Linked DNA regions of Rattus norvegicus: regions 1 and 2 are each linked to region 3. Evidence: chromatin contacts called from public Hi-C data. All regions are on one chromosome and are shown on one strand. Each heading gives the region's core, a stretch centred on a gene start, on an enhancer-like site or on the middle of the called end of the contact. The rest is flanking DNA. Distances are from core to core; before and after follow the strand shown. Region 1 overlaps LOC102547807 (a long non-coding RNA gene). Region 2 has its middle 140 kb from the start of Tomm20. Region 3 has its middle 42 kb from the start of Tomm20.

Evidence for each region. Hi-C and Micro-C count contacts between places; a contact is called where the count stands out from the background.
Region 1: a Hi-C map of liver shows a contact between it and region 3, with 5 times the contacts expected there. The contact joins two enhancer-like sites. A contact is called at or near these places in 6 of 12 Hi-C or Micro-C datasets (the A7r5 cell line, the Rat2 cell line, kidney and 1 more).
Region 2: a contact with region 3 is called in a Hi-C map of liver, with 5 times the contacts expected there. The contact joins two enhancer-like sites. A contact is called at or near these places in 4 of 12 Hi-C or Micro-C datasets (hepatocytes, kidney and liver).

What each region holds. Positions count from the first base shown.
Region 1 is chr19:71,716,405-71,719,712 of GRCr8, forward strand. It overlaps LOC102547807 (a long non-coding RNA gene), which reads left to right. Exons shown (of 6, transcript XR_010060536.1): 3 at 968-1,137. Among named protein-coding and RNA genes, the nearest start is that of Tomm20, 110 kb to the right of the region's middle. Within about 2 kb of position 1,602, at least 21 of the 93 cell types and tissues checked have an H3K27ac peak or open chromatin away from gene starts, as enhancers often do. A contact at or near this core is called in liver, where this site is marked.
Region 2 is chr19:71,694,744-71,697,837 of GRCr8, forward strand. No RefSeq gene overlaps it. Among named protein-coding and RNA genes, the nearest start is that of Tomm20, 140 kb to the right of the region's middle. Within about 2 kb of position 1,833, at least 28 of the 93 cell types and tissues checked have an H3K27ac peak or open chromatin away from gene starts, as enhancers often do. A contact at or near this core is called in hepatocytes and liver, where this site is marked.
Region 3 is chr19:71,788,823-71,792,069 of GRCr8, forward strand. No RefSeq gene overlaps it. Among named protein-coding and RNA genes, the nearest start is that of Tomm20, 42 kb to the right of the region's middle. Within about 2 kb of position 1,534, at least 6 of the 93 cell types and tissues checked have an H3K27ac peak or open chromatin away from gene starts, as enhancers often do. A contact at or near this core is called in hepatocytes and liver, where this site is marked.

The DNA of each region.
Region 1 (3,308 bases), core at 352-2,851, 72 kb before region 3:
TCACCATGCCCACATGTGTGGCCTTCCTAGGTGACCTTCTCCCCTTCTTATGCCCTAGGCACAGGAGGTGAGTGGCTCTGCTCACATCTCTGTGAGTCAACCTTACTGTGTGACAAGGGCCCTCCGGCCTCTTTCTCCTCAGTTTGTTCTGTTTTTGCTGATGACTGGATTTAATGAGGAAGTGCTGTCAGCAGAAGAGAAAGGAAACCTTAGCCCAACACCCCCTCCCCAGGAACCGGTTCCAAGTTGCTCTCCTGTGAGGTGTAAATGTTCTTCTCCAAGCTAAGTCAAGTAGTACAGACCTGCCCTGCTAGCTACTCCAGGAGAGCTGAGGCAGGAGGATAATCACCCCCCTTATTCCACTTTACAAGATAAAGCATCATCTCAGATTTTTAAAATAAATTGATAAATTAATAGCAAAAGGGGCCGGGTATATAGGGTAATGGTAGAACACATTCTAGAATGTGCCAGGTCCTGGGTTTAATCAGTCTTTAGTAACACATACAGACACACACACATACACACATATACACACACACATTCACATAAACATTCACTCAACATGCATATATACCATATATACATATATACCACACACATACACACATACAAACATACACATATGCCATACATAAAAACACATGCATACACTCACAAACCACACACACAATATTATGCACTCAGACGTACACACAGAGAGACACATACATACACAAACACACATACACATTTACATAAACACACACTCACAGTCACACATACACTCCTACACATACAACCACACACACAAACATGCACACACAGACCACACACATTTATATACACTCAGACATACACAGACAAATACATACCATACATACACACACACACATACACATACACTCATACATATATACGACATTTTCTCTCTCTCTCTCCTTCTCTCTCTCTCTCTCTTTCTCTCTTCCTCTCTCTTCTTTGACTCTAGTCCTTGAAAGGAGTCTCTGGAGAAATTTCTGGAAGGAGAAGACAGAAGCTACATTTCAGCCACATAAATGACACGTGATGCTGATGTTGACGAATGCTGCCCCACTGTTTATTGAACACCACCAGCCCCTCTCATCTGCTCCCTTATTGGGTCCCAGAGCAACCTAGGAGGTTGGTTTATTTGATTCTGATCTACTTTTATTTCACAGCCAAGAAAACTGAGGCCAAAGATGTCTGAAGTCAGAGCCATTTATCTTCCATCCCCCGCAGGGGTGTCCACTGTGCCTGCCCCGGTCATAATGGCTTTCTGCTAAGGATGTCACCACACCTTCTTGATGGAGACTTGCCACCTGCCCTGGGCAACCAGCCCTTCTGAAAGCGAGCTCGATTCCAAACTCAGGGTTAATGATAAAACTGAACAACGTAAGGCCTGGCCTTCCCTCTCCCTCTTTATCAACATGTGACTTAGGTTTGAGTGCCAAGCTAAACCTTTCAAGAGCCACATCCTCGGCGGTGACTTATTAAAGGGTAAATCAAAGTTTGCTGGGAGAGAAAAGCAAATACCCAATACTCAGCATGCCAGGCTGATCCCGAGCCCACTTCCTGGTTCCACTGTTGACTTGGGCTGTAATTCTAGATAAGTGTGAATACGTTCACCACCCTGGGCCCAGAGGGCAAGCCTGGGAAGAGAGCCCGGGACAGAGCCTGTCCCTGCCCCTTACACACACACACACACCAGGACCTGACAAGAAGCTGGCTCTCACGGTTTGCCTCAGAGGGGAAAACCTCAGACAAAATCAAGGCAGGTACAGAGCTCTCTACACAGCCTCTTGTCCTTGTGTCTGTGTTTGTGAAGAAGTGGGTCACCCACATGTCACGTCACCAATAGAACCTTCCCGTCCTTTGGCTCTGCTCACCCATAATTAGCGGAACTGAGGAGGAGAGGAGCTGCACTTTGGGCCTCAGATGGCAGGGCAGAGAAATCAGAGCAAAGTTGACAAGAGTCAACCGTAATCACATAGTAAGTGTTTTTTTTTTTTTTTTTCAAAGAAACAAATAAAAAACAGCCAGAAAGTGGGTCAGCGCTTACAGTAAGGTCAGAGGCAGGAAACTGGGACAAACTTCAAGTCCTGAGAGGAGAAACAGGAGTTGTGTTTTCTGAATACAGACTTGTGCTATCTTTGGGATTTTACCCCCTGCTGATGCTTTCTCCTTTGCCTCCTGAATACACAGGGCCTTAGTTCCAATACTCCATCTTCCCAGAGGCTGAAGACAAAAGGCACTTAAAAAGACTTTACGGAGATCCAGGCATGGTAGTGTATGCCTGTAACCCAGAAGCAGAGGGGGGATCAGGAATCAGGGGTCTTCCTCAGCTATACAGCACTTTCCAGGGCAGCTTGGCTACATAAAATCTTGTCTCAAAAAAAAAAAAAAAAGAAAAAGAAATGCAGTAGGAAGGAAGGAAGGAAGGAAAAAGGGAGGAAGAAGGGAGGAAGAAAGGAAGGACGGAAGGAAGGAAGGAAGGACAGAAGGAAGGAAGGAAAAAGGGAGGAAGAAGAAAGGAAGGATAAAGGAAACAAGTAACTCCCAGGCTAGCAGGAAGAATCACAGCAAGAGGGTGCTTGTCTGAGAGACTGCAATCTACTCTTAAAGCCACCCATCCTGTGGATCTACCAATAGGGTCAATTCAGATGCCTCCAGAGCACTTTTTGCACCAATTACCGTGAAGTACACGTATGTGCACATGCACACGCATGCAGGTTACCAGCAACTCCTGTCATTGTCCACATATCTGTGGCATCCCAGTGTGCTAGGCACACAGGCAGCATGCAAGAATACACATATACACATATACACATGATGTGTGCATAGTATACACATACACACGTGTACCCAGCACATGTGCATGGCACAACTTCCTACCTGTTCCTCCTTCGTGCACACGAGAGCACCCAAGTATGCGCAAGACACATACGCTCACGGTATTTACCACGGTATCCATTCACATACCTGTTAACTGCTTCCACACACTGTAAACACATGAAGCCCATGTCCGCACACTCAATACAGTTGGAGCTCTGAATCTGTGAATTCTGCAGCCGTGGGATCAACCAACTTCAAATGGGGGAGGAGATTTGTGTCTTTACTACAGGCTTTTTGCTACAGTCCCTGAACAATTCAGTACAGTTAGCATTTACACTATTGGGCACAGCAAGTCTGAAGGTGACTGGTGTGCAGACAGATATGTCTATCCTATGCAAGCACTCACATCATTGTATATTAGAGATAAGAATCTGCAGATCCCAGAACCAGTCTCCCGTGGGTCCCAGAAACCCCCGTAC
Region 2 (3,094 bases), core at 583-3,082, 94 kb before region 3:
CCTCTGTCCTGAACAAGCGCTGTTTAATGGGCGGCCACGATTGTTTTGGAGATAGGCGTCTTTTCGAAATAGGAGGAGGCTGTGTGCCTTGGTTACTTTGGCCACCTTCCTTTATTTTTTCTGGAAACTCCTCCCCATGTGTGAAGACGGTAGGTGTCAGGGACCTGTAACAAGCACTCATTCAGCATGCAAGACCCAGCCCTGGGAAGCCTAGCAAGACCTCACATCAGGGTCCTGAGGAGGCCAGAGACAGAGAGGTGAAGGCAGCAGAGCCTGGGAAAGTCACACCCTATAGTGTGAGCCGACTTTGCTGGCTGTTTCGGGACCTGCAGACAGGGAGGCCTGTGAATTCCAAACACAGTACACAGGTCTTTGGCTTTCCTCAGGCCCCTTCCTTCCTGTCCCTCGGCCTGACCCTCCCCTCCTAGCAGGCCCTTCCTGTTTCGGGGAAGGTCAGCTTGTGGTGGAAGAATGGCCATTGTTCCTCCCTCCTCCTGGTCCCCACTCACATCCGGTCCCTGGTCTCTAAGTTCCCCTTCAGAACAGCCCGACTTTCCTTCTCAAGAAACCTGAGAGACGAAGGCATTTCCTGCCTGGCTACCCCGGTTCCCACCCTCCGTTTCCAGCAGCCTTCAGGCCTGCCAGACCATCAGACTCCCTGCTTTTCTGTGTGGGCAGCCCCACGCCTATGACTTAACAGCTCGGCGTCTCTTTCCTCACATTCTACCTGTCCCAAGATATATTTACCTGGGATCTCAAGTGAAAAGGCAGATGGCGGAGTTCCGTCACCAACACCCTCATGTTGGCAGATGACAGATGCCTCACTGTGGGCTGGTGGCTCTCTACCATGACGTTATGGCCAAGTGAGCTCCAGGGCCTTTCCTACTGGGTGCCTTCTATACTCCCTACTTGATCCCCAACTGCTCCTGCCTGGGGGAACAGGAACCCTTTCTTTTGTCTCCTCACACTAGGGACAGACCCAGGCCCCCCTGTTCTGCTGTGGGATGATTTCTTGGTCCTCTCCACCTTAGCTGCTCAGAGGTCTACCTCCTTTCTGTCACTGACCGTGCATGTACTGCTCACAAAGGGCCAGAGTCCTCTCCAGTGTGTCCAGAGCTACTGGAGTCCCGGGAGATATCTCTGACCACTCCTCACTTCATGATTTATTCAGAAATAGTCCCCCTGAGCAGCTCATGTAGGAGACATTGGCCCATGGATTTGTGTGAGCCCCATTACATCTCAGGGGCCCGGTTGACACACCGTCACTCCCAAGATGGCAGATCAAAGAGACAAGGCAGGAGTCATAGGGGGTATTCTGAAGCTGTCCCCTTTAGCCCCTAGAGACAAGATTTATTTGTGGCAGTTCAGTGACTCCCCTCTGCTACTGGGGTACACACATATGTCACCTCTGCACCCACCGAGGTCAGGATGGGTCCGTGACGTCTACATTCAGCCTTATTCCCAGTCCCGTGGACACTGAACTAATCTCTAAGACAGCAAGCATCAAGGATTCCAGCAGACTCTGCTGCACCATTAAACTTCATCAACACACACAGACATCCACTTTCCCTCTGGCCCAAGGTCTAACCAAAACATCGTCTCTTCGGGCTGTAGTGAAGATTAAGCCGAAAGCTTTGTTGACTGTACATGCAGTCGCTGGCAGATGCTCACCGGGAGCATCCTGGCCGATCCTTGTCATTTGTCCTCCATGTCATGTCAGCACGCACCAGTGTGAGAGCTAAACAGAGCCACTATGAAGTCCCAAAGTGTCCCATTGCTATTATTAGGCTGTGACAGGCTGTCAAGCCAGGAGAAGTGACCTGGCTCAGAGGACTTCAACCTCTGAACAAATGTCGTCATCTCCCCGAGTTCCTGAATCCACTGTCACTAGGGTTGGGACATTCTCTTCAAGAGCCAGCTCCAAAGTCAGATTGTAGGAAGTTGTGCAATTGGTGAGGTTCGCTGACAGGGATGACTTTTATCTTTTACACATTGACCCTGGTGTTCCTGGAAGCTAATATGTGTGAACGTTATGTTCTCCGCCCCCTTTCACCCCTCCCCTTCTGTCCTCTGTCCTTCAATCAAACCATGTGTGTGTGGTACCCACAGTTCCCAGGAGACCTGGCCAGAACCCCAATGGCACTCTCATGCCCCTAGAGCATGTACACATACATCTCTGGGGCTCTTTCCTTTTAAATCCTTATGCCTGACTATTCCCTGTCAGATCTATAGAAGCCAATGTAGGGACCAAGTCGCAGGTCATAAAACATTGGCTGGACTCCTCACTCCTCGGGGACAAATGAACCAGTATCCTCTCAGAGGCCATGATCCAAGGCAGAGAGAGAATGGGGAAACCATCCTCCCACTTCCTTTGGAAGATGGTGACGAGCAGCTAAAGACACTTTTCTACAGGTTGTGGGCGAAGTGGACTGGGCACATAGAAACCTACACCAGATGTAGGGTCCACAGAGCTGTGTGGTTGACTGCAGGTAACAGCCCAAAGTTGGTACTTGGCAAACATGGATGGGTAGATGAGGGGAGTTCTGGGGAGCAGCTCTGTAATGATGGCTGCTTAGCACTGTTGTGGCTTGTGGCTTCCTCAGTAAAATGTGTTTGAACAAATGGAGCTGCACTTTGTTCAAAATGGCCCCCCAAATTGTTCCCCCTAGTAACTCCCCTTTAGTTTGGAATTTCCAAACTTAGCTTAGCTTTTGGCTTAGCTTTCTGTCCCCAAATGAGAAACTCTCCTGATTTTTTTCCCTTTGTTTTGAGGCTCTGTTATCCCTACACCCAGTTGCCAAGCCTCTGACGATAAACTTCATCAAAACAGTACGCATGTGTTACAACCTCTGTTCCAGAAACAGACATTCACTAGGGCCTATGTGTGTTTGCAGAATGGTTTCCAAATTTGACCTGTGTCCCCAAAGCAGAGATCACCAGAGAGAGCTGTTACTACATCTCTGTCTTGCCCCCAGGCAATACACAGAGGCCAGAACGCCATGTGCTGGGAGCCGTGCCATTCCTCCAGCTCCTTTCACCTTTGGGATCAATGCCCCCCCCCAAAGTGTGTGGTGGTTCGATACCAGAAATACAC
Region 3 (3,247 bases), core at 284-2,783:
AAAACAGCAGAAACGGACAGGTGAGGCTGCAAGGCCCTGGCCTCAGGTCTGAGGTCAGGGCCTCTGTTCCCAGGTTGCCCAGGGTTTGAGGGTTCCCTAGATGTTTGTCCACCTGTTTGAGTAACAGAGCCCTGGCTTGTTCTCATAAAGAAAAGGGCTGTAACCATTGATATGCAAATGGTGTTTACCCAGGTGGGGCATCTTGTGTGACTGGCTCTGGTAGAGACACTTTATGCTAATGTTCTGCCTCTATTCCAGGCTCTAAAGGGACCTTGTGGGCCTAACCACAGTACAGTGCACATATATAGAATTAGTTGGAAGAGAGGGAGGAAAGAGATGTTGGGGAAGGAGGAAGGGAGACAGAGAGAGAATGAAGTAGCTCTGGGTGCAATGTCTGTCTTGCTCACGTAATAGAATAAACACACATGCCAGAGTAAAAAGAAAAAGTCCTGGACTTGCTACAACTGGCACACACACACACACACACACACACACACACACACACACACACACCTTCCTCTGAGGCACTGGCTCTCACCCTTCCTAATGCTGAGACCTTTTAGTGCAGTCCCTCATGTTGTGGTGACCCCCAACCGTGAAATTATTTTCATTGCTACTTCATAACTGTAATTCTGCTACTGTAAAGCAAACGTCTGATACCTTATATGTGACCCCTGCTAAAGGGTCGTTTGACATCCCTGAGGGAGTCACAGACCCACTGCTCTAAGGACTGGAGATGTGGTTGAGTAACTTGCAGAGGATTGACCAGCATTAGATTCCCAGCAATCACATCAGGAGGCTCACAAGGCGCCATCATTTCTCCAAGGCACCTGCACTCACATGTACACACACGCACACACACACACACACACACACACACACACACACACACACACAGTTTAATAAAAATAATTTTTAGAAATAAACCTTTCACTGAGTCATCTTAATGCAAACTATTATGACGTTTGCATTACTATGGGCAGAGCACACTTTTACTTTTTATTCGTTTTCTGCTTTTGATTCTTCGGTACTAGAGATTGAACACAGGGTCTTGCATACAACAGGCAAGCACTCTACTACTGAGCTATATTCTCCTAATTTTTCTAAAATTCCAATTTCAACACAGGGTCTCTCGGAGTCAGCCAGACGGAACACAAAATTTACAAATCTGTACGAGTTGCAGAGATTGCAGGCATATGCACCAGTCCCGGCTCTTAGCTTTGCATCTGGGCAGAGCCTGTCTGAGAGAAGCCCCCTTGGTACTTCACACTTGTAAACTAAGTGCTTCCTATCGATTGATGGCCGGCAGGATAAAGATAGACTGAGCAGCTCTGGGTGCTCATGTTGCTCAGAAAGTTGTCAGTACCATGATGGTCCAGCCTACTTAGTTCTTAGCACTGCCCCGTGCTTGCTTCTTATAGAACTCTATTTGCTTTATGCCCCTGGACTTAGCAGAGTGCCTGCTTTGGAAGGGGTTTGGTGACAGTTGAGGTTGATGGAGATAGATAGGCAAAAGAGTAAAGTCCACCCTGAATAAAGAAAGGCTTGGAGCAAAGGTTACGCCAGCAGCTGAAGCGCCCAGGAGCAGGCACTCACAGGAGGGAGGCCAGCCTTTGAACCACCTGAACATGCAAAATACACACACGTATCTGCAAAGGAATTTGGCACCAAACATGTGTCATATCGAATGACCTGTTTATAGGGACTGTTCTGGAAAAATGAGACTCAGGTGTCAGCGATGACTAACATCGTCAGCTAAAGAGAGGAGAAGTTGCTCAACCTGGCTTTGGGACAAAGTCAGAGCAGCACCCAGGACAAGTTCCGTGGAGACTGGCAGCTGTGTGGGATCAGGTCCTTTTTTTGCCGAGTGCCTAGTGTTACACTAATTCCTACACAGCAAGTGACTACAAGAACTCAGGGAGCTGACATGCCACTGGCTGTGCTGTGACTAACAGCTTCCAAGGGGATCCTGATACTCTACATCCCGAAGCCTCTCCCACAATCACCCAGCAGCTGCCGACCAGTGTGCTTGGCCAAACTAGAAATCACTCCAAAGCCCCACAGGATGTCCTACCTGAGACATCACTGAAACAACGGTCCAGTAGGAAGGAGCACAGATCAACTGCCTTTGACCATGACCAATGGACACAGCATTCTAGACAGTGCAAGTGTTTGTGTTCATGAGTGCAGGTGCATGTGTGTGTGTGTGTGTGTATACACCTATGTGTATGCCCACGGAGGCCAGTGATCAGCCTTGGAGGATCAAGCGCTGATCCTCACCCTTCTGTGGCAAGCATTTATGCAGTGATTGGATTACCTCGTCAGACCTTGGTTTGCTTTTATAAGCAGTGTGTGTGTGTACGCAGGGCCCTACCGTCTGCACATATACATAGCACACGGCTGCATGTGGCTGAAAGCAAGCCTACCAGTGAGGTCGGGGAGAGCCCTGGGGTCCCAACAGTCAGCTGGGTGATTACACGGACTCAGCATATCACATTTCCCTCGGCAAAATGAAACTCAAGGGATCTGCGTGAGTATATGGCATGGCCAATTATCAGGGTCTTCCAAACACAAATAGGGAAATATAAGAGCTCTGGGATCCCATCTGGTGCTTCTCTTTGGCTGTTATATCAGTTGTAAGAAGACCCTGAAGACCAAGTTCCTTTGGATTTACCTGAGATATTCCAAGGCTAATTTCAACGCACTTACCGTGCATCCGCTGTGCGAGGTGGAGTGCACCAAAACTTTTCTGTGCTAAAGTAGGTCTTGCCTTCAGATGTTTGCTGTGCACAAGAGGATCACACACAGTAACCTCTGGCCCCATGAGTGTTCTTCTGTGCCAACACTCACACTCAACTGTAGTGTGAAGATACCTCATGGGAAAGCACCAGAAGTAAACGCCTACGGAACACGAGAGGATGCCTTCCCTCCCCACAACACCACACTTGGGCCATGAATTAGCCCCTTGTTCAGACATCCATACTGGCTATGCTACCCACCCATCATTTAGCACCCAATTCTGCAATCACACAGATGGTCTTGATGATGCAATGCTTAAATATTCACGTAAAACTTAGACTCTGTTGTAGACACGTACGCACGAGGCGTGTGTGGTATAGGTAATGTTAAGTTCTATCAAAATCCACGAAAACATAGCAGGCAAATAGTGGCTCTGTCTTTCTGCCCCATTACAAATGCCACCAGACGCAGGAGCTAGCATAACTTCTTGACAGAGGAGCAGCTCCCA